Regions from separate parts of the Mus musculus genome. Here regions 1, 2, 3, 4 and 6 are each linked to region 5. The links are chromatin contacts, called in public HiChIP or PLAC-seq, Micro-C and promoter capture Hi-C maps. All regions are on one chromosome and are shown on one strand. Each heading gives the region's core, a stretch centred on a gene start, on an enhancer-like site or on the middle of the called end of the contact. The rest is flanking DNA. Distances are from core to core; before and after follow the strand shown.

The links. Promoter capture Hi-C pulls out the DNA fragments that hold promoters and counts their contacts. A called contact is a pair of places that touch in the nucleus more often than the background predicts. HiChIP or PLAC-seq counts read pairs in DNA pulled down with a chosen protein or histone mark.
Region 1: a promoter capture Hi-C map of liver shows a contact between it and region 5, with 3 times the contacts expected there. The contact joins the promoter of Uqcrc1 here to the promoter of Apeh in region 5. A contact is called at or near these places in 1 of 39 promoter capture datasets (liver) and 1 of 115 datasets of contacts at active chromatin or transcription factors (acute myeloid leukemia).
Region 2: an H3K4me3 HiChIP or PLAC-seq map of bone marrow-derived macrophages shows a contact between it and region 5, with 5 times the contacts expected there. The contact joins the promoter of Arih2 here to the promoter of Apeh in region 5. A contact is called at or near these places in 1 of 39 promoter capture datasets (pre-B cells), 2 of 115 datasets of contacts at active chromatin or transcription factors (bone marrow-derived macrophages and pancreatic cancer cells) and 1 of 9 other capture datasets (macrophages).
Region 3: a contact with region 5 is called in a promoter capture Hi-C map of liver, with 3 times the contacts expected there. The contact joins the promoter of Atrip-trex1 here to the promoter of Apeh in region 5. A contact is called at or near these places in 2 of 39 promoter capture datasets (both in liver).
Region 4: a contact with region 5 is called in a Micro-C map of embryonic stem cells, with 5 times the contacts expected there. The contact joins the promoter of Celsr3 here to the promoter of Apeh in region 5. A contact is called at or near these places in 3 of 39 promoter capture datasets (liver and pre-B cells), 1 of 484 Hi-C or Micro-C datasets (embryonic stem cells) and 1 of 115 datasets of contacts at active chromatin or transcription factors (acute myeloid leukemia).
Region 6: a promoter capture Hi-C map of stem cell-derived epiblast-like cells shows a contact between it and region 5, with 4 times the contacts expected there. The contact joins the promoter of Tmem89 here to the promoter of Apeh in region 5. A contact is called at or near these places in 3 of 39 promoter capture datasets (liver and stem cell-derived epiblast-like cells) and 1 of 115 datasets of contacts at active chromatin or transcription factors (acute myeloid leukemia).

What each region holds. Positions count from the first base shown.
Region 1 is chr9:108,934,764-108,938,861 of GRCm38.p6, forward strand. It overlaps Uqcrc1 (ubiquinol-cytochrome c reductase core protein 1), which reads left to right and starts at 1,885. Exons shown (of 13, transcript NM_025407.2): 1 at 1,885-2,024; 2 at 2,253-2,393. The coding sequence starts at 1,956.
Region 2 is chr9:108,647,994-108,652,390 of GRCm38.p6, forward strand. It overlaps Arih2 (ariadne RBR E3 ubiquitin protein ligase 2), which reads right to left and starts at 1,415. Exons shown (of 16, transcript NM_011790.5): 1 at 1,236-1,415.
Region 3 is chr9:109,071,183-109,075,391 of GRCm38.p6, forward strand. Atrip-trex1 (Atrip-Trex1 readthrough) reads right to left here and starts at 2,915. Exons shown (of 14, transcript NR_153412.1): 1 at 2,477-2,915; 2 at 1,425-1,555; 3 at 536-706. Atrip (ATR interacting protein) reads right to left here and starts at 2,942. Exons shown (of 13, transcript NM_172774.3): 1 at 2,573-2,942; 2 at 1,425-1,555; 3 at 536-706. The coding sequence starts at 2,822.
Region 4 is chr9:108,824,572-108,829,120 of GRCm38.p6, forward strand. Celsr3 (cadherin, EGF LAG seven-pass G-type receptor 3) reads left to right here and starts at 1,474. Exons shown (of 36, transcript NM_001359572.1): 1 at 1,474-4,549. The coding sequence starts at 1,749. Gm35025 (a long non-coding RNA gene) reads right to left here and starts at 1,549. Exons shown (of 2, transcript XR_871161.3): 1 at 1-1,549.
Region 5 is chr9:108,092,890-108,097,157 of GRCm38.p6, forward strand. Apeh (acylpeptide hydrolase) reads right to left here and starts at 1,591. Exons shown (of 22, transcript NM_146226.2): 1 at 1,546-1,591; 2 at 1,338-1,470; 3 at 733-859; 4 at 92-185. The coding sequence starts at 1,557. Bsn (bassoon) reads right to left here. Exons shown (of 12, transcript NM_007567.2): 12 at 3,133-4,268.
Region 6 is chr9:108,912,661-108,916,840 of GRCm38.p6, forward strand. Tmem89 (transmembrane protein 89) reads left to right here and starts at 1,959. Exons shown (of 2, transcript NM_027066.1): 1 at 1,959-2,297; 2 at 2,705-2,903. The coding sequence starts at 1,974. The coding sequence ends at 2,890. Slc26a6 (solute carrier family 26, member 6) reads left to right here. Exons shown (of 20, transcript NM_134420.4): 20 at 109-389. The coding sequence ends at 123.

The sequences.
Region 1 (4,098 bases), core at 635-3,134, 840 kb after region 5:
CTCACTGTGCTTGAAATTAGCATTTTCTTAATGTTTAACTTCAAAGAGTTTTTGCCATTTTGAAAATTTTAAAATATACTTAATGGTAAAATAATTTCTCTCCTACAAACACTGATAATTTTTTTTAAGTAAACTGGTTGTTAGACAATGTACACAGATATATAATGCATTTTAAATACTCTCTCACTATGTCAGGTGGTATCATATAAGGGCTTTTGAACACACATACACACACACACACACATATATATGTTTTTATTTTTATTAGATATTTTCTTTATTTACACTTCAAATATTATACCCTTTCCTAGTTTCCCGTCTGAAAACCCCCTATCCACTCCCCGCTCCCCCTGCTTCTCAACCCACCCACTCCTGCTTCCTGGCCCTGGCATTCCCCTATACTGGGGCATAGAACCGTCACAGGACCAAGGGCCTCTCCTCCCATTGATGTCCGACTAGGCCATTCTCTGCTATATATGCAGCTAGAGCCATGAGTCCCACCATGTGGTTTCTTTGATTGGTGATTTAGTCCCAGGAAGCTCTGGGGAGTACTGGCTAGTTCATATAATTGTTTCTCCTATGGGGCTGCAAACCCCTTCAGCTCCTTGGGTCCTTTCTCCAGCTCCTTCATTGGGGACCCTGTGCTTCGCATCCAATAGATGGCTGTGAGCATCCACTTCTGTATTTGTCAAGCACTGGGAGAGCCTTTCAGGAGACAGCGTTATCAGGCTCCTGCCAGCAAGCTCTTGTTGGCATCCGCAATCGTGTCTGGGTTTGGTGGTTGTTTATGGGATGGATCCCCAGGTGGGGCAGTCTCTGGATGGTCATTCCTTTAGTCTCTACTCCAAACTTTGTCCCTGTAACTCATTTTTTATTGTTTTGTTTTGTTGAAACAGGGTTTCTCTGTGTAGCCCTGGCTGTCCTGGAACTCACTTTGTAGACCAGGCTGGCCTCGAACTCATGAATATATTTCTTAATGATTAATTTTTAATATTTTATGCTCTTTTACTATGCTTAACTCCCAAAGAATATTTTGCATGTTTTGAAACAATTTAGTATTCAACATTAGATATAGGATCCTCAGTTATGGATAGTATTAAATATTCATTAATGATATTTTAGGGTATGAAAGGATATGAATATAAAAGTTGAAAAAAATTTATGGATTATTTGATTCTCAAAGTACTCAACATTATTAATATGTTTGATGTATAAAATGCATTTAAATAATAAAAAATTAAGAAAAAAAGTAAACAAAAAGTTTTGAAATAATCACAAAATAGAAAAAACTTTTTTGCTTAGTTATTTTATTCCAAACAAGGAGCCCTATTCCACAAATTACCTCTACATTGTTCCTCTTTTCATACACACGTTTTTTTTCTTACGTTTTGGAGACACTGTCTTACACAACCCAGGGTAGTTTTGAACTCCTTACACAAGAGAGGAGGATGTCCTTGAACTCCTGATTCTTCTGTGTCTCCATTTCCCAAGTGCTATATATTTGGCAATATATTATTAAACGTCTTTCAAGTCAACCATTTAAGCATATTTTATTCTTTTAAACTAACTTTAGTGGACACCTTCTTGCACAGACAGGCAAGTGCTTTAGCCCTTGGGCTCAATTGTGCCTAGCCACTGCCCTCCAGGTTTCAGAGCTGCTGCTGGCGTACAATGCATCTCCCACAGTTGCATACCGCCTCCCTCAGGTGGAAGAAGGTGATGAATAGAACCTGTCTCAGATGGGACCAGATGAAGGGCCCCTCCCTCGCAGGTTGATAAATGTCCCGAAGATCCTAGAGGCACACGGACCAAATGACTACATGCGATCAATTCTTGCTAACGTACTTGCTGCCCAACAGGGGGCGACTGAGCACCAAGTCTTCCTTACAGCGCTTGCGCCTCAGACTCCGCTCTGCGCATGCGCAGCGCGGCTCTACACTGACGGAAGTTAGAAGATGGCGGCGTCCGCAGTCTGCCGAGCGGCCTGCTCCGGGACGCAAGTGCTACTTCGCACCCGCCGCTCGGTGAGGTGGCAGTGAGACGTTGGGCTGCAGGGCCCAGGGCTTTCGTACACAGATGAGGAGCAGGCTGTCTCAGCAGTGGCGGGTCGGAGTGGGGAGGTCGCGGGGGTCAGGGCCGTGGGAAGGTCATGGCGGAGGGCGGGGATGGTTATCTGCTCTGGCTTGGGTTTGAGAGCCGAGGTCCCAGAGGCTTGGCGAGCAGTTCTTGCAATGGTCGCCTTCTCCCTTTAGCCGGCCCTGCTGAGGTTACCTGCCTTGCGGGGTACCGCAACCTTCGCCCAGGCCCTCCAGAGCGTGCCGGAGACCCAGGTCAGCATCTTGGACAACGGGCTGCGTGTGGCCTCGGAGCAGTCCTCGCATGCTACCTGCACGGTAAGTGTGCGCCAGTCCTCTAGGTGAGGCCCGCCGTGTTGTCCCAGGTTGGGATGTGACCTTGGGCTCCAGTCTTACATGTTTTGGGTGGAGACTGGCTTACTGCCGGGGCTTATCCCTGTACCTGACTTCAACCCTGCCTTAACCCGGCAGCCAACATTATGGTGCTTGCCAAAGACGGGGCCGAATTCTCTCCTCCAGCTTTTCGTTCTACCTCCCCGAGAGAAGAGATTATTCTCTTGCCACGAAAAAGAATGAGATTTCACAGACTTTAGGTTATTTACAGAAAGACATCCAGGTCTGTTAGACTCACCACCTAGGCTATGTAATTTGTAGACGTAGCCAGGAATACACTTCAAGAAATGCCTCTGAAGGACGGGGAAGATGGCCCAGTGGGTAAAGAGCTTGGTACTCAAACATGGGTATCTGAATTTGGAGTCCTCAGTGTTGTGATTTAGGTCTAACACCAATACTCTGAGGGGTGGAGACTAGTGTGTCTAAGCCGGTCTTACTTTTACCTACACGAGTGGCTTACATGTGTGTATGTGCACCATGTCTGTACATAATGCCCTTGGAGGTTGGAAAAGGATATTAGAACCCCCAGAGGGCTGGTGAGATGGCTCAGTGGGTAAGAGCACCCGACTGCTCTTCCGAAGGTCCGGAGTTCAAATCCCAGCAACCACATGGTGGCTCACAACCACCCGTAATGAGATCTGATGCCCTCTTCTGGTGCGTCTGAAGACAGCTACAGTGTACTTACATATAATAAATAAATAAATAAATAAACAAATCTAAAAAAAAAAAAACAGAACTGGAGTTACAGGTGGTTGTGAGCCACCGTGAGGGTGCTGGGAATTGAACCTGGGTCCTGTGGAAGAGCGGTTCCTAACCCTACACAGTCTCACCATCCCACGTACACATACGTAAAAATAAAAATTTTTTTTCTCCTTTTTTTTTTTTTTTTTTTTCTTTTTTAAGATAGGGTTTCTCTGTGTCGTCCTGGCTGTCCTGGAGCTCACTCTGTAGAGCAGGCAGGCCTCGAACTCGGAGATCCATCTGCCTCTGCTCCCCAAGTGCTGGGAAGAAAGGCATGAGCCTCCAATGCCTAGCTCAGAAGTAAGGATTCTTAAAACAAAAAACAAAAGATTTAGAGTAATCAGAAAAAGCACCCAGTTTCCTCTGCCCTCCGCAGATATTTGTGTGGTGGAGTGTGCACACGCATGTATGTGTGGCACTTGCACACACGAAAGAAATGCCTCTGAAAGACTGGGAAATGTAACTTGGGTGGAGCCTTTGCCTACTGAGTGGAAAGCCATGAGCTTTATAGCACTGAAGGAAGACAAAGAGTACCTTTGAAGATTACAGTGAATTGGATGCTCTTTGGTTAGGAGGGCTGGCCGCTCTTGCACAGGACCAGATTTCAGTTCCCAGCACCTTTATTGGGCAACTTCTAACCACCTGTAACTCCAGCTCCAGGAGATCTGACACTTTCTTCTGGCTTCTCTGGGTACCTGTGTACGCTGGTACACAGAAACACAAATACTTTATTTAAAATTGCAAATTGGCCAGGAGAATTGACTCTGGTTTATAGTACTTGTTCTCTTTCAGAGGACCTGGCTTCAATTCCCAGCACCCACGCAGTGGCTCACAGCCAGCTGTAACTCCAGTCCCAAGGGATCCTGTACCCTCTATGGATCTGACCTCC
Region 2 (4,397 bases), core at 165-2,664, 550 kb after region 5:
TTTCTTAATGTCAAAGTATTCAAGATGTTAAATATGACTATCTCAGAGAGAAATGGTACAAAATTAGTACTTTTTCCAAGAGTTAAAGTCATCTTCAAAAAAACCTGCCACTCATTTTGAGCTGGTTTCCAAGACATGGCCACATACAAAAGGATAAAGACCTTTTAGTTTGAAGTTGACAGGAACACAAAAAAATTGGCTAGTCGCACAGATGTTTAACTCCAGTTGTAACACTTGGCCCTCAGTAGTCATTTATTAACTACATTTCGAAGAAAACTTCTTGGCTGAAAAATATGAATCAGCAACTTGTTTAAAAACTCAGCAGCATCCCGGGCGTGGTAGTGCAAGCCTTCAATGCCAGCACTTGAGAGGCAGAAGCAGGTGAGTTCGAGTTCGGCCCAGTCTACACAGTGAGTTCCTTGACAGCCATGACTATGTAGACACTGTCTAAAAACAACCAACTCGACACCGCATCTGTCCTAATAATGGCAGGTAGCCGCCGATTACATGGAGTTATTGAAAGTTAGTTTACTTTTAAAAAGTCAAATGTAGTTTCTCAGATATACTAACTACATACATGTCAACACGAAAGCCGTGTGTGGCTTAATGGCTACCATACTGAACAGCAAAGGTCTAGAACGTGTTCGTCGCCGACAGAAAGTTCTACGAGACAGAGTAACAAACAGAAGAACTAAGGCGAGCTCGTCCGAGAACACCACCGCCTCTCTTGAGGCTAGACCAGTGGCGTCGGGCGTGACCGGTCGCACGTCTCTGCGAGGCGCCCCGGTCTTCGCGCGGACACGGAACCCACGCGCGGGGAGGCCCTTTCCCAGGACGGGCGTTAACAAACAGTGCGGCTGGCGCTGCCAAAGCTCCCAACCACCAGAGAAACGGGGAGCCTCCGAGGCGGTGCGTTCGCCTGGAGCGCCCAGAAGGGCAGGCCCGAGCGCACCCGAGCCTCGCGGGCCAGAGGCCCTGGCCTCCGACCTCTCGGGGAGCTAAAGAGCCAACGAGGAAGAGGAACCCAGGAGAGACGCCAGGCACCCGCCGGCGCGGGCTGTCGCCTCCGGGAGTGCCTATCAGTCGGCGGGGAACGTCGGGACCTGGGACGGCCCGGCCTCGCAAGCGGCGGCGAAGGCGGAGCCCGGACCGCGCCGGCGAAACGCGCGGGGATCCCCCCCCTCCCGGCGGCCAGTCAAGAGTAAACAAGGCCTCGACTCCCGCCGCGCACTTACCGGGAGCCGCGACCTCGCGGCCGCAGAGCCCAGGCCGGCCGGACCAGGTCAAGCCAGACCAAACCAGGCTGACGGAGGCGTAGCGGCAGCGGAGGCAGCCGGCGGACGCGGCTCAGGCCCGCGCAGCTTCCTCCGGCAGAGCCGTCCCCCGCAGCTCCGGAAGTGTTCTGCGCCGCGCGTCACTTCCGGTAGGGGTCGACCTGCGGTCGCCCTGGAGGCTCCCAGGCTTCTGACGACTGCGTAGTCGGTTGGAATCGCTTCCTCACCATCCTCTAGCGAGAGCCCCTGGGAGGAACTACTGAGCGTTCGCTTTTGAAGGAATGATGTAGGAATTTGTTTCCTGCGTTATAGCCTACCAGTGTCTTTATTCGATAGTTAGTTTTAGGTTTTCTTGCGTGTATTTTGTGTGTGTCGCACGGCTCGCGTGCAGAAGAGGTCAGAGGACAATTTTCCGGGAGCAGTTTTTCTCCTTCCACCATGTGGGTTTCGAGGATCAAACACTTGTCAGGCGTGGCAGTAAGCGCTTTTTACCCACTGAGCCATCAGACCCTTAGATGAGGTATTTTTAGCTTTTTTTTTTTTTTTTTCCCCTGACCAGACGTCTACCCACTTCACTGTTTATACTCTGACGAACAGCGTGAGAAGACATTCTGGCAACACTGGAGTAGGTTAAAAAGATCATAGTTTCCGGGCAACTATGGTTTGACATGAGCCATACTCGGAATTTCTACGTACGTTAGGAGGAAGTTCTGGCCCATGAGCAATCAGACTTTAGTTTCTCATGACACTATCCCCCTAGCCACCCACTTCTCCGACTTCCACTCACCTTCACGACGGGTATTTTTTGTTTGGTGTGGTTATATTTAGAAGCAACTCACTATATAGCCAAGGCTGGTTTGCCTTGCTAGATTACCAGACCCAGAGATTCATACATCGTAAGTGTTTCGCTGCACAACTTCTACCCACGATATAGACTGCATTAGGACTCCAGTCACCAAGTTCTGGTCACCAAGCCTTGTTGTGGACTGATAGGAGGCTCGCTCAAGTAGCAACTCCATCGAGATGTTAATTACTGGAGTGAAGCCAGAGGCACTGTGAGGTAAATCAATGTTCGTGCAAATCTGTAGATAACCTAGTTCTACCTTTTCTGGAGTGTATGTATTGGTATTCAAGACACCCGGAAAAGTGAGGCAGAAAGAAAAAAGACCGTGTAATAGCCTCTTTTATGTAATTCTTGGAAAAAATATAACTGAAGAGACTTGGGAGTTGGCTGGGCCATTAAGAGCTCTTGCTGTTCTCTCCAGAAACCTGAGGTCCTTGCCCACTATTGATAATGTCCAGGGGATCCGAAGCCCTCTTTGAACCTCTTCCGGCACACACATACTTGTAAACAGAAAATTAAAAAAAAAATTTTTTTTTCTTTTTTGAGAAAAGTTCTCACTATATATCCCTGGATAACCTGAAGCTCTGTACAGACCTAAAACTTACAAACTCACATGTGTGCAGCCACACAATCTACTTAAAATATCTACAAATTTGGGTCATGAATCAAAATCAGGGGTAATCAAATGTTGAAAGTCGCTAGAACAAGAATAGCACTTGGGGTGCAAAGGCTAGGGGAATCATTGAAAGTTCCAGGCCTCGGGAGGCAGAGGCAGGTGGATTTCTGAGTTCAAGGCCAGCCTGGTCTACAGAATGAGTTCCAGGACAGCCAGGACTGCACAGAGAAAAAAAAAAAAAAAAAAAAAGAAAGTAAGTTCCAGGCCAACCTGGTCTACATACTAAGTGCCAGGCTGCCCAACAAGGCAGCCAGAGGTACATGATCAGTAATTATCTTTAACAACAACAAAAAAAGTAGCTGGGCAGTGGTGACACACGCCTTTAATCCCAGCACTTGGGAGACAGAGGCAGGCAGATTTCTGAGTTTGAGGCCAGCCTGGTCTACAGAGTGAGTTCTAGGACATCCAGGGCTATACAGAGAAACCCTGTCTCAAAAAACAAAAAACAAAAAAACAAAACAAAAAAACTGTGCCACTTGCTTTTACAGAGAAGATTCACGTCAATTGATAAAATGTCTTCATTAAATTGGCCTGTAACGAAGACATTTTCTTGATTAATGATTGATGTAGGAGGATCCAGCCCACTATCAACAGTGCCATCTCTGGATGGGTGGTCCTGGCAGTAAAAGATTGGAAACTAAAGCTAGGCAGTGGTGGCACATGCCTTTAATCCTAGCACTTAGGAGGTAGATAGAGCTCTGAGTTCCAGCAAGACCATCCTGGTCTGTGAATCAAGTTCCAGGACAGCCAGGGCTACACAGAGAGACTATATCTTGAGAGAAAGAGAGAGAGAGAGAGAGAGAGAGAGAGAGAGCGCTCAAGCAAGTGAGAGCGAGCAGGCTGAGCAATCCATGGGATCAAACTAGTGAGCCATGCTCTTCCCTTATCCCTGCTTAGGTTTCTGCCTCAAGTTCTTGCCCTAATTTCCTTCTATGAGGGACTATAAGCTAAAAGATGAGATAAATTTTTTCCTCTTCAAATTGCTTTTTGTCATAGCCTTTATCACAGCAATAGAACACAAATCTGGACAAGCCGTGAACTTGGGTACTTGAGTTGACAAAACATATGCATATCACGATGGTCCCTGTGAAGGATCCAAATCATATTTCCTGAAAACTAGTTTCCAGTGATGACTTTGAGTTACTGGTAACAGACCCACTGCAGTGAGTACTAGAGAGGAACGGTCCGTCTGTAGAAGTATTTTACCTGCAAACTACAGAATGTGGGTGCTCACTTATCAAGTCCCATTTTGTATGAGAGACCTCATGGAACCTTGGGTTTTGGTTTGGAGTCCCGGGACCAATTCCAACCCCGTTTCACTGTAGGTACTGTGGGACAGTTGTCCTCAGGATTCCAGTACCTCCCACGTACACGCACTGGATGGTGACTAAGAGCACTTCCACTCTTTCCAGAGGACCCGAGTTCAGTTCCTAACATCCACATGTAAGTTCAGGACTGCCTTTTTCTAGCCTCCACAGGCTCAAGTGCAAATGTGGTACACATATACTCACAGAGGCTCACACACATACACATATTTTCAAAAGTTTAGATTCACCCTCAAGCTCCAGTACGGCAACATAAAATGGCTCACCTACAACCTCCT
Region 3 (4,209 bases), core at 1,665-4,164, 980 kb after region 5:
TTACATCATCTGAAGCCCTACTATGTTCCTAAATTCCTAGACTTTGATGTGGCAGCTAATATATTTCCTTCTGGCTAAGCAGAAGCAACTGACTTTCTGACTTACCAAGGAGCTCGAATTCAAGCCTATCCTAGAAGTTCTAAGCTAGTGATTTGTTCCTGCCAAGAATCAGGACCACAGCAAAGCAGAGTTTCATCTCAGTCTTTTTCCAAAACAAATGCAGACCCTGGAAGAAAGATACATGCTATTCACTAAGGGCAGCGAGTACTTAAACAATGGGTGAATGTTTCCAGGCAACATTGTTTATTGTTTCTATTTTGTTTATTTTTTAGAGAAAGTTTCTCACTTGACTGGCCTGGAATTCACTGTGTAGTCTACGCTGGCCTAGAGCTCACAGAGATCCACCTGCCTCTGCCTCTTGAGGTTAAAGGCATATGTCAGCATGCCTGGCCTTGGCTGCTCCTTCTAATGTCAGTCAGTGGATGGACAGGTGACACTACTGTCCCCAGCGCGTGACACAAATGCTCTGGCTCACCTTTCTGGAGAATTCCTTTTCCTTTTCACTGAGTGCTTGAGTCTTTTCTTGCTCAAGAAGGAAATGTGATCTTTTCTGTTCTTCTAGAACGGATTCTGTCTGACGCAGAGAGTCACGCAAAATTTTAATTTCTCCATTCTTAATTAGGATTTCTTCTTCCATTGCTTTCAGCTGTAAATTACGCCCAGTCAACAGATATTCAGCAAGAACAGTTTCAGAATCCATTCACCACTTACACACAGATTCTTTCAGCTTTAACATTACGGCTCATACCCTCCACAGACTAAAACCCCATGTTGGATTTCTGGCTTTCTTAGGCACCTACAGATGGCCAGGTGAAAGATGTATGAGAGCCTGCAAAACTAACAAATATCAACCGCTAAGATGACATGTTCCTCAGATAAAGACCTAAGCTGTAGAGGCTAGAGAGATGGCTTAGCAGCTAAGGGCACTCACTGCTCTTACAGAGGACCCAGGTTCCGTTCCCATTACCCATATGAGGTGGCTCACACCAGTTGTGTTGATTCCAGAGGACCCAGCACCCCTGACCTCATGGGCACCTGTATGCATGCAGTGCATATAAACTTATATAGGCTCAGGGATATACACAGGGTAAATAAAATTTCAGGCATTCTTTCCCCAACCTTCTTTCATTTCAGAGGAATAAATCTAGATGTTTGTTTTATAGTTTTTATATATTTTACACATGCTTTTTAATACCAAAATGAATGAATTAGCTGCAAATACAATAAGTTAGGGCTGGAAGGATAGCCTAACAGTAGAGTGTCTGTGTATAGCATGTGTGAAGGTAAAGTCCTGAGTTCAATTCTCAGCATTACAACCAAACAGGCAAAACAAAACACAAACAAACAACCCAAAAGTCACATACCTTTTCTTTAAGTTCTTTGTATTGTATCTGAAGTACTTCTAATTCAAAATTATCTTTAACTGGAATATCTTCTCTGCTTTTCCTTATAGGACTATTTGGTAACCCATCTAATCGGCGGACCTTATGAGCACCTGTATAAAAAGTAGTTGCCCTTAGGTTGAGCATGGTGGCACAGAACTGCAATCCCAACACTTGTGAAGTAGAGCTATGGGGATCTCAAATTCAAGGCTAGCCTTGCTAGAGATCGAGAACCTGTCTGGAAAAAATAATCCCATGTATACTGCGGGGCTCAGTATGTATCCACCTTTGTCATAAAATGCAGAAGGAGTCACTCTTGAAAGCCAAGTTGAGAAAGACCCAGGTAACAGCTCCGAGCATGGTATAAACACATAAAGAATCCTTATGGCATAGCATATCTGAATTCTCTCGCTTTATACCTCACCCACTTTCTAGACTCTCAGCTCATAGCTGAACAGAGATTGCACTGGCTGTGACTCTACCATAACTACTATTTACTACAACATGTTAGGCATAGGATCTGCTGGTTTTAAAGACTGATGGTGAACCAAATGGATACATTCCAGGGGGAGGTGGGGCTCCAGGGATGGAGTAAGGTAGAGTACCGGGTGATGTAGGGCCAAGGAAGGGGGAGGCAGCATTGCTTTGTGCCATTTCGTGGAAAGTTGCGTCTAACCACTGCCGCATATGACAGCTGGTCAGCAATGAGTGTTTTCCAATGCCTGGTTTTCCATGCAATATTGCTGGAGAGATGGAGGGCCAGCCACATTTCCAGGGATAATCCTATTTTTCAGATGCTGTAAGTGCTAAGTACATTCGCAAGGTGCCCATCAAACCCTCCTGACACTTAACTTATTCCCCAAGAGTGTAAGCTCTAAGAAGAAAAGCAGCTTTGGCATTTCTTGCCCATTGCCTGTTTGCCATGCCTAACCTTTGGGCAACTGGCATTTTTGTGTAAGACTCTCTTTCATCTCTTGCCTCTGTCAGACGCCTTCTAATGCTCTTCTGCCCAAGGGTTACAATGGGGTGCATACCATCTAAATGGGAGGCCATTTAACATTCTGGATGTCTCACCGCCAAATCAGAGGTCTGCACCACCCGCCGGGGGAAAAGGCCCCTCAGGCACTCACTGGACAGGTTCCGAGGCGCGACGGGACACTGGCTCAGGGCCTGTGACGCGAGGATGTCGAGTTCCTCTAGGTCGTCCGCAGTAAATTCCGCGTGCTCACCGAATGGGTCTTCGGGGTCCGGGACTGTGGTCTCAGAGAAGCTCCGGGCCCGCTTGCTCGGAGGGTTCTCAATGGATCGAGACAGACCGGGGAAAGGCTCCAGGCCGCCACTCTGTTTCCTGTGGCTGTTCGGTGCGGGGGTCCCGGCCATGACTACCTTCAACCCGCAGCATCCGAAGACGCCAAGCACAGCCTTGTCCACAGAAAGCCTGAGCTGGCCCAACCGCCCGCGCGCCGCCGTTCCCCTCGCCTTCCAGCGTCTCCCCAGCCTGCGGGCCAATCAGCTGCCAGCTACCGGGCACAGATGGGTGACGTGTACAGAGCGCGCCGTTACCCGGGACAGGCTCCTGCGTGTCTGGGCTCAGTACGAAGGGGTCCCCGGTGATGCCAGGGTACTACAGTGCTGTCAGGATTATCCCGGTTGCGAGATCGAGGAGCGTCTGCCCGACCACACCTGAGGCGGTTCCCCGTGGCACTGTGTAGAATACAGAGCCCTAGAGAAGCAGGCAGCGTTCAGGGGTCAGCTCTCCCTGACCTCACTCCTCGCGGCTGACCCACCTCTCTCATGTCCAGAGACTCTTTTAGGGAGGAGGCTGGGAAGAGCAGACTTGGGGAGGAGAAGGAATGCTTTTCTTCCTGGAAGCAGAGATCTTCCAGGATAACAAATGTTTCAAGTATGTATATTTGAGAAAAAAAAAAAAAAAAAAAGGCTGGGAAGGATGGTCTCGAGAACGGCGTGCCTATTCGGAACTGCTCCAACTGTTAACTTCCATTTATTTCTTGGAGAGTCTTTATGTCCTGAGCGCTGGTTGCGTAGAGACAATGAAGCTCAAGAGGTCAAGGAAGGCTCGCTGGGAGTGGTCCTTGAATTACCCAACAGATTGAGGGGGAAATAGCAAGAAAAATGGGTTAGGAGGCAGACGCATGATGTTTCTGAGAAAAATTCATCTTCGACAAGGATGCCAGGTGGATGCCTCCTCTTTGCGACAGACTTCATGGAGGAGCAATGATTTGAGTTGGGCTTGGGTGTATGACTGGCTTTTATGAGCTGAAGTGGTGGGCAGAACAGATACCAGAAATGGCGGATTAGCATTGGAAGGCAACAAGATCAAGACTTTTCTACTCCGTTTGCTCAATGCCAGACTTAGTTTGTGAACCTACCAATGTTTGCTGAGGCGTTGGGCGGAAAGGAGAGCGCTCAGGCTTAGAATGCCTTAGGCCTGCCAACCCACCCCCACCCCACCCCTGCCTCATTATTTTTTATGTGTGTTTTACCTTCATGTATGTATGTGCATCACATGCATGTATGCCTGGTGCCTACAGTGGTCAGAAGGCATTGCATCACTTAGAACTGCCTTAGTTTCTTGATTCAGCTGCTGGTAGTTTTCCCATAGCTGCCCAACATAATGTTGAATGTTCAAGTCTCCCAGCAGCCCCCCACCCCCTTTGGTTATATGTCAAGACATATAACCAAAGCTGGCCCAGAACTCCAGAATGTCCTTCCTCCCGCTGAGTGCTGGGATTATAGACATGAGTTT
Region 4 (4,549 bases), core at 224-2,723, 730 kb after region 5:
CTAGCTAGTCTGTGGACCCACAGAGCGGCGGGCGCTTCAAAACCAGGTCCCGCTCCTCTCTTCTCTAGTCAGGAACTACAATCCTACGGAGTACTTTCTTTAGTGCCGCTGTACATAGTCCACCTACACGCACAAATGGTGTATCTGTCACGGAACTCTGACTTGAGTCTTAAGACTTAACGACCCCAAACACTACAGCTGATACCCATGGGTCAGATCACAGCAGCCTCGTCCAGTGCAACCCGAGTGAGCCAAACCTCCCCGAAGCAAAGAAACCCAGGAGCGAGAGAATGCGTTGATTGGTTGCTGGTGATGTCATAGCTACCATTTGGGGGCGGGCCAGAGGTCTTGGCCAGGAGTTCTTGGACTGTTTGAAGTAGTAACCACTCAGCCGGGGGAACCGCACCCAGGGCAATGTTCTGGGGTCCTAGGCCTGACTCCTGTCTCGGTGTCAGAATGAATGAGTCCCCTGCACCTTGCGTTGCAGCTCATCACCGATGCCAAGTTTGGAGGCTGATCAATATAGCGCGTCTTTTGGATTATTTCTGCTGGCTAGCGTGGAACCCGCGAGGCCCTCCTACCTCCCGCATACAATGGAGTCCTCCGAGAGGGGCGGGGTCTCCCATTGTGCCAATAGAAACAATGACACTCTAATTGGAATGCGCCGCCTTTCTCTAGGATTCTGTGACGTCTGTTGCGCCACATCTAGCTATTGGTTGGTTGAGATGCGCGCGTGCCAGGAGTTGGACGGAAAGCTAGACTGGACCAGGACTAGGGAGAACTGAGCTTCTGTCGGGTTCTTCAAGGGGTTAAAGGATGCAGTTGTCGCAGGCGAGGGGGCGGAGATCTGAGGAAGCTGGGTCCACAGTTGTACAACCCTGGGTTCCACGTGGCATCTCAGAACACTGGAAAGAACCATAGCCTAGAGAGACGTGGTGTCTCTCCCAAGTCTGGGAGACCGCTAGTGACTCTCGTGGCGGAGAAGAGTTGGCTTCTCTTCCTGTCTCAGAAGGGTCGTTTTCAGATCCTGTTCTGTAGGAGCAAACAAGGAGATTTTTGCGACATGTTTCTCATAAGTTAAACTTGTTAATAAACAGTTAACGCTATTGTTTGAACCAGGCCGGTGTCTGGCCATTATTTTCACAGTCCCAGGATTCTATATGGTAACCCTTCCCAGACCGATGACAGCACATTTTCAAACCAAAATGGGTGTTAGGGCTCGGAACTAGCGCTCTAAAGGGAGACGAGATTCTCGGTCTGAAGAAAGACTAGGAAGCCACGCTGGAATAGCGCACTAGGATGAGAGGGAGGGCGGTGGCAGAGTAGCGGAGAAACTCCCAGCTCCGTTCAGCACCGTGGGCAGCACTTCTGTTCTCAATAAAGATGGCGGTAACGGCTTCAGTCGCCAGAACTGCCATGCGCGACGGGCTGTACCACCAGGTTTGGGGCATCGGGGCGGAGGTGGAGCAAACCATCGGAGCGGCCGGGAGCCATGTTGGAGCGTCGGGAGGCGGCAGCGGCGTCGGGGATGCTGTGGTGGGGGCGGCAAAAGCCGGGGCCGTATGCCAAAGGGGCTCTGGCCGCGGAGTAGATGGTGCCCAGAGAGCAGTGGCGGCGCGGAGCGACGGGCAGAGGGGCGGAGGGCCGGGGCGGCGGCAGGGGCCCAGGAGGGGGCCAGAGCAGCGGGGCGGGCCCAAGGCCCGGACCCGGGCGGGGGGCGGCGGAGGCCGTGACGGGAGGCGGGGGTGATGGCGAGGCGGCCTCTATGGTGGGGTCTCCCGGGACCGTCGACCCCGGTACTACTGCTCCTTCTCCTCTCTTTGTTCCCTTTTAGCCGGGAGGAGCTGGGGGGCGGTGGGGACCAGGACTGGGACCCAGGGGTTGCTACTACTACTGGGCCAAGAGCGCAAATCGGCAGTGGAGCCGTAGCTCTTTGTCCCGAATCTCCCGGCGTCTGGGAAGATGGAGATCCTGGCCTGGGGGTCAGGGAGCCTGTCTTCATGAGGCTCCGAGTAGGTAGGCAAAACGCCCGGAATGGTCGAGGGGCCCCTGAGCAACCAAACGCGGAGGTGGTGGTCCAGGCATTGGGTAGTCGCGAGCAAGAGGCAGGTCAGGGTCCAGGGTATCTGTTATGTTGGCACCCAGAGATCTCCTCTTGTGGGCGGACAGGGCCTTTACGAAGAGGTAGCCTGCCACTCGATGCTCTGTCCCCAGGGGATTCTGATCTGAGGAACAGCTCTCCTCACCCTTCAGAACTTCTGGCTCAGCCTGATGGCTCCAGGCCAGTGGCCTTCCAGCGTAATGCTAGGAGAAGCATCCGCAAAAGAGTGGAAACCTCTCGCTGCTGCGGGAAGCTGTGGGAGCCAGGACACAAGGGTCAGGGTGAGAGATCCGCGACTTCCACAGTGGACAGGGGACCCTTTCGGCGGGACTGCCTCCCCGGCTCTTTAGGATCTGGCCTGGGGGAGGATTCAGCACCACGTGCTGTGAGGACAGCTCCTACGCCGGGTTCAGCACCTCGCGAGTCTCGGACAGCTCCCGGGCGCATGCGCTCCCGCGGTCTCTTCCGCCGCCGTTTCCTCTTTGAGCGCCCTGGGCCGCGCCCTCCCGGGTTTCCGACTGGTCCTGAAGCCAAGCAAATACTCTCAACTAACCAGGCTCGTCCTCGTCGTGCTGCAAACCGCCACCCGCAGTTTCCTCAATACAACTACCAGACACTGGTACCTGAAAATGAGGCAGCGGGCACATCAGTACTGCGCGTGGTGGCACAAGACCCGGACCCAGGCGAGGCCGGGCGCCTCATCTACTCGCTGGCGGCGCTCATGAACAGCCGCTCGCTGGAGCTTTTCAGTATTGATCCTCAGAGTGGCCTCATCCGCACGGCTGCCGCTCTGGATCGTGAGAGTATGGAACGCCACTACCTTCGAGTAACAGCACAGGACCACGGCTCACCGCGCCTCTCAGCTACCACCATGGTGGCGGTGACAGTAGCTGACCGCAACGATCACGCGCCAGTGTTTGAGCAAGCCCAGTATCGGGAAACACTTCGTGAGAATGTGGAAGAAGGTTACCCCATCCTGCAGTTGCGTGCCACCGACGGCGACGCGCCACCTAACGCCAACCTGCGCTACCGCTTCGTGGGATCGCCAGCTGTGCGCACCGCAGCCGCCGCTGCTTTCGAGATTGATCCACGTTCGGGTCTTATCAGCACCAGTGGCCGCGTGGACAGGGAACACATGGAAAGCTATGAGCTAGTAGTAGAGGCTAGTGACCAGGGCCAGGAGCCTGGGCCACGTTCAGCCACCGTGCGAGTGCACATAACTGTGCTGGATGAGAATGATAATGCGCCCCAGTTCAGCGAGAAGCGCTATGTGGCACAGGTGCGTGAGGATGTGCGCCCTCACACGGTGGTGCTACGTGTCACGGCCACGGACAAGGACAAGGATGCCAATGGTTTGGTGCATTATAACATTATCAGCGGCAACAGCCGGGGCCATTTTGCCATCGACAGTCTCACGGGTGAGATACAGGTAATGGCACCCCTGGACTTTGAGGCAGAGAGAGAGTACGCTTTGCGAATCCGGGCACAAGATGCAGGCCGGCCACCTTTGTCCAACAACACGGGCCTGGCAAGCATCCAGGTGGTAGACATCAATGACCATGCTCCTATCTTTGTCAGCACACCCTTTCAGGTCTCTGTTTTGGAAAATGCACCCCTGGGTCACTCAGTAATTCACATTCAAGCAGTGGATGCAGATCATGGGGAGAACTCCAGGTTAGAGTATTCTCTAACTGGTGTGGCATCAGACACACCCTTTGTGATAAACAGTGCCACTGGCTGGGTCTCTGTGAGCGGTCCCCTGGACCGTGAATCTGTGGAACATTACTTTTTTGGTGTGGAGGCTCGAGACCATGGTTCACCCCCACTCTCTGCTTCAGCCAGTGTCACCGTAACTGTGTTGGATGTCAATGACAATCGGCCTGAGTTCACCATGAAAGAGTACCACCTTCGGCTCAATGAGGACGCAGCTGTAGGCACCAGTGTGGTCAGTGTGACTGCGGTAGATCGAGATGCTAACAGCGCCATCAGCTACCAAATCACGGGTGGCAACACTCGGAACCGATTTGCCATCAGCACCCAGGGTGGTGTGGGCCTGGTGACACTGGCTCTGCCGCTGGATTACAAGCAGGAACGCTACTTCAAGCTGGTGCTTACTGCATCTGATCGTGCCCTTCATGACCACTGCTATGTGCATATCAACATCACAGATGCCAACACACACAGGCCTGTCTTTCAAAGTGCCCACTACTCGGTGAGCATGAATGAAGACCGCCCAGTGGGTAGCACTGTGGTGGTCATCAGTGCTTCTGATGATGACGTAGGTGAAAATGCCCGCATCACCTACCTTCTGGAAGACAACCTGCCCCAGTTCCGAATTGATGCTGACTCTGGGGCCATTACGCTGCAAGCTCCATTGGACTATGAGGACCAAGTGACCTATACACTGGCCATAACCGCTCGGGACAATGGTATACCACAGAAAGCAGA
Region 5 (4,268 bases), core at 341-2,840:
TACCTGGGCATCAGGCTGCTTGCCCCTCCACAGGGCTTCACTTGTGGCACTAAGTGACCGGCTGGCTGCCACCTCATCCTTGCAAACTCACCTCCAAGAACTGTTTTTCCTCTCCCGAGACTGCACCTCCAGCCTTGCGCAGCACTGCTTTCATGGTGCCTGAAGGAGACTCTCTGCTCAGCAGCCTGAGAACAGGGGTTGCAGGTCAGGAAGGTGCCAAGTCGTCCCCCCCAACAGCCTTGTGCTGGCCCCCTTACTGGTCACAACCTCTTAGCTGAGTCTCTGTCTCTGTCTGTCTGTCTGTCTCTCTCTCCTTTCTTTATAAGCCCTTTTAGGTCTGGCGTTATAAAATCAGAATTGGCCGCACAGGAGGCTATCTCCCAGCTAACTGGGACTCTGAAATCATACCAGCCCATGAAGCACTCCCAGCCTCAAGCTGGCTGGCCTTTTTTCTCTTCCTTAGGTTACTGACTCGACTGTCTCCAGAGTCCTAGGGACCTAGGCCCTAGTTTAGAAGAAGCTCCTAGTATTTATCAGGCCATGTCTCCAGAGACCAGACAAGCTCTCAGGGGTCAGGCACCTTGCTCTTTGCTCCCCTGAAGCCACCCAAAGTTGTCCCTGAAGGGGATAGGCACAGAGCACAACACCCTAAGGACACATGGCGACATTTATGAAAGGCTAGCAAGGCAGGTGGCTGCGGTCTTGTCTACAGACTGCTCCTGTCACACTTACTCCCCCCGGGTTTCCACACTGTTGCCCGCAGGCCCGGCAAACACCACCGAGTCTCCATCATGGAACACTAGGTACTGGCGGCAGAATCGGATGTTCTCCATTCGATCCAAGTCCCTCTGAGTCCACTCTGCAAGGGAGGCAGGGGGCTGCTCAACTTGTCTGGGCCAGTTTGGACCACTGCCCACCAATCAAGGCCTATCTTTCCCAGTCTGTCTCCGGACAGCCTGAGTATAGCCTGGACAACACTTCACTTAATATAACCTAAGCCTAGGCTCCCAGAGCCTGAGCTGACGGTCAGAGAGAACCCACTACCAACCACAGAATTTTAAGGGCAACATAGCTGTTGTTGGGTTGTAGAATGTAAGGGCCGGAGAGTCCTGCGAGGCCCACACCTTGCACTCAGGTCTGAATTTTACTCCCACACCTTCAACTCATTTACGGAATTATTTATCAGTAAGGCTAGTGCAGCCCCCAAAACACCTGTGCGCAGGAACTACAGTTGGGTTTCCTCCCCAAACCCGTGTCAAGCAGCGTGCCCTCCACAGTCCCCATCTCTCCACCTGGATGCACGGCCCGTCGCCACCCAGTTCCCTCGGTCTACACACCAGTGTGCACAGTCCGATAGAGGCCCCCATACTGCGTGGTGACCTCCGGGCCCAGGCAGGCGGCGCTCAGCGAAGGCTGGCGGCTAAGGCCCCGGTACAGCGCTGCCGCCTCCTGGGGCTCACTCAGCAGCACCTGCGCAGGGGACACACCAGGGTCAGGCTCAGCCCGGGCTACGGAGGCCACGGGGGCCACGGGCCGAGCCCTCACCTGACGCTCCATAGTCGGTCTTTCGGTAGCAGCTAAGTCCCGGAAGTGAAGCTCCGGGGGCGGGGCCTAAGGCGGTCCCCAGTTTCCGCTACACTCAGTGGCGACCTGGGACCCGCAGGGCCCTGTATAAGCTCCGGCCAGTCGGCAGGGGGCGGGGCCTGGATAGTAAGAAGGCGGGGCCTACGAAGGAGCCGCCCGGAGGGGAGGAGCGGGAAACAAAAATTCAGTCGAAGACTAGGCAAGTGGGAGGCAGAATCAGGGAGTCGAGTCCTGGGATTTTTAGAGAGGGGAGGCTCCGAGGAGTGAGGGCGGACGTATAGCAGCAGAATACAGAGCCGGTGTTCAGAGACAGGGCAGGTCTGGGAGGAGTGAAGGAAGTAGGATTGGACTCCAGCCGACTGTGAGCTGAAAGCTGCGGGATCAGAGAGAAAGCCCTGAGCGTTCGAAGGGTGGGGCTTCGGAGGAACACTAATGATCCTTAAGGATGAGGGGGCGGGGGCGGGGGCGGGGACGGGTGGGAACCGAATACAGAGACTAGCGGGTCTGTGAAAGCGGAATGTTGCGGGGCGCCTCAGTCGCAGGGATCTCTTTCAGCGCTCTCCCCATCTACTGCAAGCCAGGCGATTAGGAGTGGGAAACTTAGGTTCCCGGGTGGAGCCCTGGGGCGCCGGGCAAAGGGCGGTGCTGAACTCTCTGGGTGCTACCCTGGCTTATCAATCACCAGACTTGCCCCTAAAGCTATCTGTTGCCACAGCCTTAACCCGCCCTTCTCAGAAGCTCCTTGCTGCGGATCGTGAGCCGACTGGGTCTCAACCTACTCCAAGGGCCGATGTGGAGGGTCAGACTTCACCTAAGAGCAGCGAGCGTGCTGTGGAAAGAAGAGCCTAGGCAGACAGTCTCCTGCACACGACACAGGACTAGGTTGACTTAGGTGACAGCAGAGAGCAAGAGTGGTTGGGCAACAGTAGGTATCTCCCCCTCCTCCATATAGCTTGAGAGTGGCTGGTCTTTTAGACCAGCTATGGGCCCCCTTGAATGAGTGCTTTCTTTCTTACTTGAGGCAAAATTGATACTCTTTAATCTCTGTTTCTTATTTTCTAGTGCTGCTTAACTTATATTTGTTTAGTTTCTCTACGTAGTTCTGGCCTCAAACTCACAGAGACCCACCTATCTCTGTCTCCCAAGAGCTGGGATTAAATGTGTGGGCTATGATATCCAGCTTGAACTATTCTTGACTATACTAAGGATTAAAGTCTCAGCCATGGGGGACTGGGGGGGGGGGGGGAGTTTCGAACAAGGTAGGCAGATGTAAAGCTTGTTTGATAGCACCAGGGGGCAGCACTTGCCCATCTAGCTCCTGGGAACCAGGATCCTGAAAACTGTCTGGTGGCTTAGGACAAGCCTTTGCACCTTCCTGGAGGGTCATGTTTGAATGGCTTGGTGTTGACTCCGCCTCAATTGTGCCAACATTTCTGAAATTTTGCTCTTTCTCATTTTTTTCTTTAATCGTGGAGAATACTGTCACAAACGTTGGCATCTACCTGTTTGGCTAAGTGTTCCCACTTCAGAAATCACCCCGAGACTGTCTGAAGGTTGTTTATATCAAGTCCTTTTATTCTGATACCACAGAAATACCTTGTCACAGTACAGGGGAGGGACACTGAAGTACCACGAGTTCTCACAGAGCACAGGAGGACGGCACACAATTCACAAGGTCATGTGGAGGACTCGGGTCATTGCACTTACAATGTAAACTTGTTTGTTTGACTTTGTACAGCACTCTCCCCCCTCACAGAGAGAAGGAGAGAGAGGGGAGGAGGAGGGGAGGGAAAGCAAAAACAAGACATAGAAGCTAGAGGGAGAAAATGTAGATGGCCACCACTCTCTAGGGTACCACACTTGAGAGGAATTGATTTGACCCCAGAGGCTGAATGAGACTCGTGCACACACGCACAAACACACACACACACTCACACATACATACATACATACACACACACACACACACACACACACACTCATGTACATGTGCTTACACATACAGTATCTCATGACTTCTATGGCTCTCCAGTGCCACCCGGTGCACATGGTAGCAGGGTGCTGGCACCCAGGGAGACAGAGATGGCATCTCCAGAGAGTTTCATTTGATTATATATGTCCCTCCGGCCCTGATGGAGTCCATGATGACACATTATTTACAGCAAGGGAGGAGAAGGGCTATTGGGCAGGACTGTACTCTCACGGACAAGGACCTGCCTGGAAAACTCCCCAGAGGCTCCAGCATACAGACCAGAATTGCTGCCCTGGCTGTTCTTTCAGTGTGGGCCCTGAGACTGTTCACCCTGCCCAAAGAACAGGAAGAAGATGGTGCGAGGACCATCCCTATGAAGTGAGTGTGTTGAGGCCTTGCGTGGGCAGAGGAGGGTGCCCTTGCTTATGACACTAAGAGGGGAGAAAATGGAGGTCTGGGCTCTACACAGAGTCAACATAAGGGCCAGGGATACCTATGGCCTAGAAGACTCCTGCAGTCATATTCACAGAAGGGCAAAGATCTGTCCTGTGGGCACAGCCAGGGATAGAGTAGCAGATATCAGAAATGTCAGAAAAGAAATGTGCTGTAAAGTTAATACTTTAGAGCCTAGGGGTCAGCCAGAGACTGACCCGTGGACACCCTGCCTGCCCTCATCCCCTAGTCTAGCCCCTTGACTCTGAGAGGAAAGGAA
Region 6 (4,180 bases), core at 709-3,208, 820 kb after region 5:
TCTTCCCCTCCTGCCTGGAAAAATTTGTTTGAATGGGGAGATATGCTATTTGGGAGTTCAGATATGTCCTCCGGAAACTGACTGGAACCTCCTCTCTAACCCACGCAGGCCACCAAACTCTGACTTTGCTGCAGGAGACTGCCTACCTCTGGAGGTTGTGACAGGTCACCCTCATGAAACCCCCTGCCTCTGGGCCACCTCCAGGTGCCACCTGGGACTCCATTCCATGTACCTGCACATACAATTCATGGATGGATGCCCTGGGACTCCCAAGTTCAGTGCTACAGGCCTGGGGCAGGGTATTGCAGTCAGGCTGGCCTTGGCTGGGTGCTGAAAAGGAGCTGATGTGGGAATACAGCTTTGGGAATAAATTTGTCTGTCCAACTTCAGGCTCTGCTGTGGCATGGTCAGGGTGTGGCTGGGGTGTCGAGTGGTCTTCAGCACAGACTCCCAATCCTTCTTATAAACCCTAAGGTAGACAGAACTAGGGTGTAAGATTTGGGGAGATCAGGGACAGGCAGAGAGCAAGCTGAGTCGGGCAGCGGTGGCACCCAGGATGGGTTAGTATTTTATAAGCTTAAGGTTCTCTTCAGTTTTACAGACAGTCCTTTAGCTCTAGCTGGGAAAAAATAAATGGAATCAAAACTGTAGATCAGGACAGAGCCATTCTCGGGGATAAACCCGGTTAAGAGGCAGGGTGAAGTTGGTGTTTCTGAGAGATGTGGCGTGAACCCCTGAGCTCCCAGCTAAAGAACAGAGCCATTCACATGGTCTGCTGCTGGATTTAAAAGTCAGGGTTATGAACTGCTTACTCATAGAGCACTGAGATCGGCAGAGCATGTCAGTCAAGAAGCGGCTGACTTCAGGCATAAAACAGCAACATGAGTTGGTCCCTTGGGCCACTGACCCCGTGATGGGAGGGATAGGGCAGTGGGCTCCTAAGCAGTAAAAGGGAGGGTAGCCTCATGGGTTGCCTGGTGGTTACACATGGGAATGCCCAGAGAATGCAATACCCACATTTCCTGCCCAGAACTCATGAACTTCACTATTCATCAGGTACGCTCCAGGCGCGGTGCTAGGTACCGGGCAAGTTCCCAACTGTAGATAGAGGCTTCCTGACCTCCAAATCACCCAGGCACCCTTGCCTGGGCCTATTTATCGTGGCTTTTGCCCGTGTCTGGCACCAGAGTGTTTACAAGCCATCTGAGCTCCCGCCAAAACGCAGAGGAGGAAGGCAGTGCTTTTTGTTCATCTGTTCTGTCACGCTCCATTCTGGCACTGGGTCTGGGTGCTCGGTAAATATTGTTTGAATGAAGACCTGGAGCCAGAGGCAGACCTCAAACAAGAACTTGTCAGGCTGGCCTCGGATGGGTTCTAGGAGGAAGCCGGTATGTTTTTATAGTTTGAGAATAAAGATGATTATGTAGGTAGCCAGAAATGCTCTAAAGAAAATCGGGTGGGGGTCAATGCTAGAGGAGAAAGGACTCTACCACCAAGGTAGTCATGGAGGGGTGACGGCAGTATGTGAGGCTCTCTCTAACCTTGGAAAGGTGACTTTCTAGGAGGGAAGCCATGCTCTTTCAGCACAAGGAAGGGTGGTGAGGGAGGTCTGAGTGAGGCAAGGACAGCAGCCAGCAGAAAACTTCAAGGAAGCCACACTTGGAAGTGCTTGCAGAGTGGAGCTGAGCTGGGTTTCGGAAGCTTCCCTGTGCTCTGTTTTACCAGCGTGGCAGTTGCTAGCCGAGTGGAGAACATTGGACCCTAAAGGCAGCAGGGTGCTTAGATTAGGGAAGGATGATAGGAGGGTTGGAGTCCATCTCCCCACTTCCCATCATCTGGCCAAGCTGTATTTTGAAAGGCCATGGGCCCAGCTGGAACCTGCTGCTGCCTCAGAGCTGGGCCTGCTCTTGGGGGAGGGGTGTTTGCCCGTTGCCAAGGTACCAGGGTTCCGGCTCCTCGAAGTGTTAACAGTCATGCTGTACACATTGCTCTTAGTGCCATCGCTGTTCCTGTTGGTGATGCCTGTCCCTAGCCAAGGCTGGTCTAGGCCCCTCTGGTACCAAGTAGGGCTGGACTTGCAGCCCTGGGGCTGCCAGCCAAACAGCCCAGATATCTGGGGCTGCCAGCCAAATAGCCTGGATAGCTGCAAGAACAGTCTGGGTTGCCCTGGCTACTGGTTGGGCCTGGGAGGAAATCGCATCTACCCCGTGGCTGGGGTCACAATCACCACCACCATGTTGCTGGTTGTCAGCCGTGTGATAGTGCACCGATGGCGAGCTAAGGTTGCTAAGGGTCAGGTGAGCACAGCTCCACTCTGTCCTCTGCAGTTCCTGCTTCTGCTCATGCCCCCTGGGCCATGCCTCCCACTCAACCTTCTTCCTATCACCCTGGCTTAGGGCCTGTGGGCTTCCTGTCTGATCCTGTCCTCCTCCCTGTGACCTGTTCTTGCATCTCCACAGAACCTATGTCTACAACCAATCCATCCCTATCATTCCTTAGGACTAGTCCTCTGGTCCATCTGTCCCCATTCCCATTCTTCATCCAGCCACCATGGGCCCCAGGGCCACCTAGCCTCTGGAGACCCAGTGACCTATTCCCCTGTCCCCCCATCCTCTTTGACACTTCCCCACATCCCTTCTCTCTAGCTCCACTCTCACGCTGGTCCCTGGCCCTCCTCCACCCTCACACTGGTCCTATATTTCAGCTCCCAGCAGTGACCTCCAGCTCCGGCAAACACTGGAAAGAGCAGCCCACTGTCTCAGACCGCACGCTGGTCCTCAGGGTCCTTCACATGCTGGACGCCATCCTGCTCCACATTGAGGGCCACCTGCAGGGGCTGGCTTCCCAACAACAAATTCAAATAAAAGGGTCCCCCCCTCAGTCTGGGTGACCCAATATATGCTTCTCTTTCTCCGATTGTTGTCAAAGATCAGCTCTGACGTTCAGGGTAAACGGAGACAGGGCATAGGAATGCTCTTCTTTTTTGGTCCCACAAAAGAGATCAGTGAAAAAAAAAATTCTACTCTAGCTTATATATCCCAGCAAAATCTTTTAAGCAGTATAGAAATAATATGATTACATTCTATTTTTCTTTTAGTGAATGATTATAAAACAAAACAAAACAGTAGGTTCCTCAATATCTTTACATGAAAAAACATTTTGCATATTACAGGTTAAAAAAAAAACCAGAAATTATTCCCAAGAACCCACATACATCTGTAACTAAGCAACTTGTTATAGATTAGTGTGGTGTGAGCAAGCAAGGTAAGTTTCTCAGCCAGTTTGTCTAACTGGCAGGCAGCATTTCGTGATTACAAAGAAAGAATCTATTTTATTATTTATCTTAAGTAATCCTATAACTATTTAAAAGAATCACAAATCTAAACTTTTATATAAAAAACTACTTGAAGACCTCAGAATGCACAATAGCAATTTTTATTAAATCATATCAGGAAGCTGAGGGCAAAAATGGATACAAGAAATGAATCATCACCAGTCCAGCCTCCAATCTAGCTAGATTGTTCTTGTTCTCTGACCTCAAAAAGTCCCCAGCTCAATTATTAAGAGTGTGTTTTTCTGAACTTCAAATTGTTTCCTAAGATTTTCTACATCAGAGCCAGTAGCAAAAACATCTCAAGCTAAGTTCACTAGCAGTTTGTTTTTCCAAATGCTAAGGGTGGCAGTCATTGCTGACAATCTCCATCTCTAAGTTCTTCCTTCTCCAGGCCGTGATAGAACCATAACCTGCTCCAGCAGCAATGCCTGAGAGAGATCAGGCATTAGCACTGTGAGTGCCAGAGATACGGCCCAGCGAGGGACTGGAAGCCCCTTTGAATTTTCATATAATTCTTAAGAGGGATGTGAGAGCCAGACAGTGGTGGCACCCGCCTTTAATCCCAGCATATGGGAGGCAGAGACAGGCAGATTTCTGAGTTCGAGGCCAGCGTGGTCTACAGAGTGAGTTCCAGGGCAGACAAGGCTACACAGAGGAACCCTGTCTCAGAAAAACAAACAAACAAACAAACAAACAAACAACCCCAAAAACAAACAAAGAGGGATGTGAGGGCAGCAAGCAGAGAAGAACTTCATAACAGCATGAAGCCCTCAGGACATAACTGTTTTCAGGGAAGGGAGCAGGGGGTCGTTACATTTATCCTTTCTCAGGTATCTAACGGAGTTA